2 separate regions of the Mus musculus genome follow, and region 2 is linked to region 1. A link is a contact called in public Hi-C data. All regions are on one chromosome and are shown on one strand. Each heading gives the region's core, a stretch centred on a gene start, on an enhancer-like site or on the middle of the called end of the contact. The rest is flanking DNA. Distances are from core to core; before and after follow the strand shown. Region 1 overlaps Gap43 (growth associated protein 43). Region 2 has its middle 130 kb from the start of Gm29960.

Evidence for each region. Hi-C and Micro-C count contacts between places; a contact is called where the count stands out from the background.
Region 2: a Hi-C map of the N1E-115 cell line shows a contact between it and region 1, with 2.2 times the contacts expected there. The contact joins two enhancer-like sites. A contact is called at or near these places in 1 of 484 Hi-C or Micro-C datasets (the N1E-115 cell line), 3 of 115 datasets of contacts at active chromatin or transcription factors (embryonic stem cells and neural tube) and 1 of 9 other capture datasets (embryonic stem cells).

What each region holds. Positions count from the first base shown.
Region 1 is chr16:42,268,080-42,271,398 of GRCm38.p6, reverse strand. The region is part of intron 2 of Gap43 (growth associated protein 43); the gene reads left to right. Among named protein-coding and RNA genes, the nearest start is that of Mir6540, 34 kb to the left of the region's middle. Within about 2 kb of position 1,903, at least 62 of the 459 cell types and tissues checked have an H3K27ac peak or open chromatin away from gene starts, as enhancers often do. A contact at or near this core is called in the N1E-115 cell line, where this site is marked.
Region 2 is chr16:42,521,891-42,525,231 of GRCm38.p6, reverse strand. No RefSeq gene overlaps it. Among named protein-coding and RNA genes, the nearest start is that of Gm29960, 130 kb to the left of the region's middle. Within about 2 kb of position 1,316, at least 10 of the 459 cell types and tissues checked have an H3K27ac peak or open chromatin away from gene starts, as enhancers often do. A contact at or near this core is called in the N1E-115 cell line, where this site is marked.

The DNA of each region.
Region 1 (3,319 bases), core at 654-3,153:
AAGCTTCTGTGGATTCAAATTTTCTATGCCATAAATTATGATTAGCTCAGCATTTACCCAACAGTGGTTCTGTTTTAGTATATTGAATGTTCTTACATGCTGACTACATCCCAATGTAATTTAAATATTTAGTGAAAGGGCCCATTGTATGAAAGCCTACACAATATATATAAACATATGTATATATACATATGATGCTTATACATAGATAAAGATTAAACTAAAAAAGCATACTGTCATACATATAGCAGTTTGTATGCATGCACACATGTGTGCACACACATGCACACATATGCATTCAGGACACTCAGCTTTGAGTGATGTCTGTTACTGTAAGAATGATTTGAGTTCACAATTCAGGTAGTTTTATAATGGCTCAGAAGTTATGGCAAGACAGTTCCGTTCTTGACAACGGGCGCACATGGCCTAGACTATTCATATCCTGTGGACCAGTAAAGAGAGGGAGCAGACCAGGTACCACAGGCCAGCCCTCCTATAATTGTCAAAATCTTGTCTACAGTGACCTCCTATTTTCCAACAAGGCCCCGCCTCCTGAAGATTCTGCAGTTTCCTAAAATACTATTACCATCCGGGAAACAACTATTCCAGATGGACTCCTATGAGAGACATTTTAGATTCAACACATAAGTGTTGGTCATCATCTATAGATTAAGTTTAATGTTATCTATTAGCGATGCCTGATTAAAAAACACCTGTGAGCCGGGTGTGGTGGTGCACGCCTTTAATCCCAGCACTCGGGAGGCAGAGGCAGGCGGATTTCTGAGTTCGAGGCCAGCCTGGTCTACAAAGTGAGTTCCAGGACAGCCAGGGCTATACAGATAAACTCTGTCTCGAAAAACCAAAAAAAAAAACAAAAAAAACAAAAAAAAAAACCACCTGTGACCTAGAAAACAGCAGTGAACTCAGTGAGTGTTCCTTTAGATGTGGACTGTAGTTAGGAAAGGTGCCTGTGAAAAGACAGAACACTGAGGCCAACAATGAACCTCGTCTGTATGAGTTAGGGGTAAACTCTGATGAGCAAGGACTGTGGGTCGCATTTATGGGTGGCTGCATTTAGAGAGTGAAGAGATGTAGCCAGGGTGTGAATTGGGACGGAGAGGGTGATGGGAGAGGCAAGGGGTGAGAGCTTCAGTGCAACCTGAAAATCCCAATCCAATAGGAAGCTGTGACAGCAGGGACCAGGGCGCCAGCAAGGGACTGGAAAGCTCCCGAGTCTGTGGACCGAGACTTTCCCATGACAGTAGACTTCGTGTGAATAAGAGAACAAAATACCGTTGTGTGGTTAATAGTTTTGTCCTAAACTGGAAACCTATCATTCCTTAGTCAATTCTTGGCATAGTCACCACCTTCTCTTAGTCAAACTGCTGCCTAACCCTGACATATAATTTGGGTAAGTGGGAAGAATACAAGTGTGTGTGTGTGTGTGTGTGTGTGTGTGTGTGTGTGTGTGTGTGTAGAGCTGTGATTAACTGTCACTGCTGAGTACTTGAAATGTGGCAGCCATTCTTGGGGATTTCCTACCCCCAAGACTTGGGTTGATGCTTCTCCATTGAGTCTGTTGACTGTGGTAAGCATTGGCTCACTAAAGTACTTCGGCACTGGCAGGAGGTTGACAGGAATATAATCACTCCAGCTCAGCTATTTGTCTTTAGCAACCTGTGTCCTGACACCTGTTGGGAACAGCAGATTTATAGCTTGTCACCATGAGTAAGGTGTTTGAGAGAAACTGGAACGGGCTTAATGTTACCCTTTCACAAAATACTTTTGTTTTCCCTTATTGTGTCCCATGTTATTGTAACACCCTGTATCTATTCCATCTATCCCAACCCTTGTCTGCCTCTCCCCACCACCAAGCTCCCACCCAGATCTCCAGAGAATCACTGCTACTCAATCCATCAGCCAAAGTTAGTGGGTTCCCATGGCAACCAGGCAGCTGGTGTCTAGACACTCAGAGAGAAGCTTTGCAATTGAACTGCAAATCTAGATTCTAACACACCCTCTCCTCTCCCCCCCACCCCTTTCCTCCCATTTCCCTTTATTTACAACAGGCATTAGTGCCAACACTGGCTGAGGTTTCCTTTTGACAGACCATTAAAGGAAGGAGGGGGAAGAGAGAGCAGAGCTGGTGAGAAACCCAAATGTACTGTCTTGTCATGTCAGTTCAGTAAGAGGACAACTGAGCTGACAGGCTGATTGCATTTGCTCTTTTTTTTTTTTCTCACGAAGGATTTTATTTAATTAAAATATTTTAAATTAGAAAACAGTGCCACTAGTCCAATGGGAGATATAAGCATCTTTAAAAGCCAATAAAAGCCTTTTCAGGGTAAGGCTACAGCTGATACACAGGGGTGAGGCAGAAGTTTTCACTGGCAGCAGGCAATCAATATAATTTCTCTTTCTATGAGGCTCGGGGGGAATTACATGTCTTTGATATTATAGGAAAATACAAGAAAGAGCTTTAAGTGACACCTCATATCTATAAAAGTCAAGTTGAAATCTTTATTTCTCTTGAGGAAAAGAAAAGCTGTCCTTAACAACCAGGGTCTATTCTGGTTTTTAGTCTTTGTCGAATTCTCCTGTGTATATAAACATTTTACAAAGCACAAAAATTAGGCAAAAGTACTTTTTATAGGACAACTAGGAGTGAGTCTGAACACAGTCTAAGTATAAACAATGTCCAAATACAAAATGGACAGCTATGTCCTTAGCCCGGTTGCATAAACAATTAGGTTTTTGTACATGATATTCATTGAGGTGTCCAGTCATAAAACTACCCATCCTTGACATGACTCCAATGTGGAACAGTGTTGGGCTTCCTTGCATTCATCTCCACTTCACCAAACACAAACTCAAAGAAATAATTTCTGATTCTTCTGAGATGTCTCTGCATGTTTTCATGGTTGTGACCTGTCAATAATCCCTGAAACTCCCAGCAGTCTCTGGATAGAGAATGTTGATGCTCCATCAAATTTCTTTGTTCCCTTGAATGAAATGTATGAAAGGTATTTTCTCATATATTTTTATTCCATACTGTGTGTGTGTGTGTGTGTGTGTGTGTGTGTGTGTGTGTGTGTGTGTGTATCAACTGAATTTTGAGATTACCTTCTAAAATCTTATTTTTAAAAAAATCACCTAACTTAGAAAACAAAATTAGGGCTGAAGAAATAGCTTTGAGGGTAAAGAGAAATTGAAGTCCTGAGGTCAGATTTTCCAAATCAAACCAGACATACTAGTATGTGTCTGTAATATCTGAGCTCCTGTGACAGACGAGATGCAGAATAACAGACTCTCCAGCAAC
Region 2 (3,341 bases), core at 67-2,566, 250 kb before region 1:
AGTGCTTTTTAAGATTATTTCTCTTCCTTTTTGTGTATTGGGAATGAAACCTGGGCCTTGGGGAAGATAAGCAGTGCTCTATCTCTGCAGGACCCCTTCAACCTCTATTGTTTTTTCTTCTAGAGAACATCATTGTGATGACACTGGTTAATTAAGCTGGATAAGAAAGAAATGAGAAGCACTTTGGAGACCACAGTAAAATACATGTACTTCAAAGAATGAAAGATAAATGCCATGATTGTTCAGGAGTATAACATGTACTTTTAAGAAAGATAGTTATTTTCAACATGTTCAGATATTCATTTTTTTAAATAAGAGAATATTGCATTTCACATTTTCTACTTTTGAGGCCTCTGTGGTTTCTGAAAATAGCATATTTCATACTTGGCACAGGCCATAACCCATGCCCCAACCAACAGAGAAGATGACTAACTTTAATTAAAACTCTGAATAAGAAAAGGTTCTGTAGTTTGTCTGAAACATATGGTCTTGAAGAACTAATTCTATGTATGTATGATGTGAAAAGCTGTCTGAAGGTTTTGGAAAACCCCAGTAGGCAAATTACAGCACGAACTCCTAAGATTCTCAAGGTAAGACAATCTCTTCTACAGGAAAGAGCTGGAGTCCAACCTATTATTGGAAAATTATTCTGGCTATGTTACTGGGACTTGACAGAGAAAAATATCACTATCAATTGACCATGCATTTAAAAATTGTTCATGTGAGCCATCTGATACATTTAGTTATAAGGTTGTGCCAAACCAATAGCCACTCATTGTGAAATGGAAGGGCTATCAGTAGGCTTGCAAACAAGCAGAACAAGAAAACACATATAGGTGGCAGTTGCCACAGACTTCCATGATAGTTACTGTGTTACCTTCTTTCCCTCAGCCCACTCTTGGGGCCACATAAAGAACCTTCTCATCAATTGACAAAAGAGGAGGAAAAAGACTCTTTCATACATAGGTTGTCTGTGTATTTAGCTGTTAGCAGAGAAAGCACTTCTATAACTCTCTAGTCCCATATACTCCCAAGAACAATATCAGGAGGCCACAGGTGTCTCTCCTTTTTGAAAAATAAAAAGGAATCATTGGAGGTAAGAAAAAAAAGGAAATACAGGAAGTTCCCTACCGTTCAAATGGAGTTTAAATGCCTTAGGAGTTCATGATAATGCCCATTGGAGATAGTTCATCAAGGAAGAGACAGTAAGTAGCTAAGTAGACAAAATGACTCATCCATTTGATGTCACCCAGCCTCTATCATCGGTCACCACAGCATTGGCATAATGGATCCATTGTATAAATCCTTCCCAAGGATGACTCAATGGCATTGGCTCTCACTAACCAGCTGTTAATGCCACCTACACTGAGATGGGTCCAGGCCATCTCCCAGCCCTTGTCATTGTCCCACATATCAGTCCCCTAGACTCTACCTGATGAGAGACTCACAGACCTTTGCATCTGCTAACAGTGCAAATAATTACCGAGTCTCAGATGCTGTTTCATCTCTCAAGGACACTAAACAGCCAGAGAGGGGTAAGCTGATTATTTTGGAACTTATTTATCCCGGAAATGGCAGTGATTCATCCTGACCAGGAAAACACATATTCTGGTGTCAATTTCCTTTTCCTCACTGCTGGGTCTCATCCATCAGCACCATCAGAAGGTTTTGCAGAACATCTAGTTATGCCACACTCTTGAAACAGTTCAACGTGTGTGCAATACAGTATCAGTATATTTTTCTGACAGTGATTAGTATCCTAGTGACTTCAGTGAATACTGACTACATAGATATGCCCCCAGGAATCATTCTAAAGGAAGATTAGAAACCAAGATGGAAACTTTGGAACATAAATACAGAAGCATGGGAAGCAAAAGGGAAGGCATTGCAAAGCCATTGCTTTTTATTCTTTTCATTATTGAAGTGATTCTTCCACATTGCCAACTTGTCAATCATTTTTTAAAAATCTCACCATGCATCTTCTTATTAAATTTCTTGTGAGCTATCTTATCTTCATAAGCATGAAACAATTTATTTTGAACTATCTTATTCTTGTCTAAAACAAGTAGAAATGGACCATAGAACTTAGTTTTAACTTTAGTAGGTGACTGATCACTTGTTTCTCTTTGGGATCTTACAGGAGAAGTACTCACATCAGCACTGCATTAGTCAAGGTTCAGCCAGAGAATTAGAGCAGTAGTACGCCATACGAACACATTTAGCTCAATAGCTTTAGACTATTGGCTTGTAAGGGCCTGTGACACAAATCTGAGATTACTAAGGCTGGGTATATATCAAGAACAAGCTTGGAATTCTCAGATATGGGCTTTCCATCATGGTTGACAAACTGTTTGAGATATAAAGCTTAAAGAATGGTATGTCTTGTCTTAGGTTTCAGAGGTTTCAATGCATGTAAACCCTACTGCTTTGGACCTGTGGTAAGGCAACTATTAGGGAAAGAGTATGTGGAAAAACAGAGATACTCACCTCATGGTGGCCAGAAAGCAGAGAAACAGAGGGGCTAATGTCTCAACATCCACTTCAAGGCCCAAATCTCACTCAGCAGTCTCCACCTGTAGAGTTCCATCATTATCAAATAGTGCCATGGCTGATGTTAAAGTGTAGCACATGGGCCACTTGGGACCCGTTTTGTTTACTAGGAGAACATCTCCATCAGGGACGCTTTATCTCAATACTTAAGGTCTAGCTTGTAATCCTTCATCTACCCCAATCATGCAGAAAATATGAATTATAATATTTCTGTAGCCTACTTACCATATGCTTCAATCAAATAATCGGGGTTCTACTAGGGTTAAACTGGATAATTAGAGACTATGGCCAGGTGGATTTGATACATTAAAAGATCAACAAAAGCCCAGTGGAAGAAGTCCACTATACAAATACAGAATGGGCTTCTTATTAACAGCCATAGTGAGTAATTTTATTTCTCTAAGTTTCAGTTTCCTCTGGGAAAAGTAAGCAAATTTAATTGGCCAGTTTTCTAATTTGATGGGTGCTTATTTGTCCTAGTGCCAGTCACACATCATCCTAGCCACTGGCATTCATTTCATCAGTAAATATTGTCACTTTATCTTTAAACTATATTGTGAATACTACTATTGCTTAGTTTTATTATCCTGCTGCACAGACATATCTTGACTCATGCTAGTCCTAGCTATAGTGTGTCTCCTTCAGTGTCCAGTGGAAGCTAATCTTCATGTTTTAACTATTGCTGTCATTCTACAACTTGAGACAGATCATTTTTTTCATCTGATTAAGGCTCTCTCACTCTTAAAGGTAAAATACAAGTTCTTTTTCTTAATGAATTGTGCGTTCGTGTA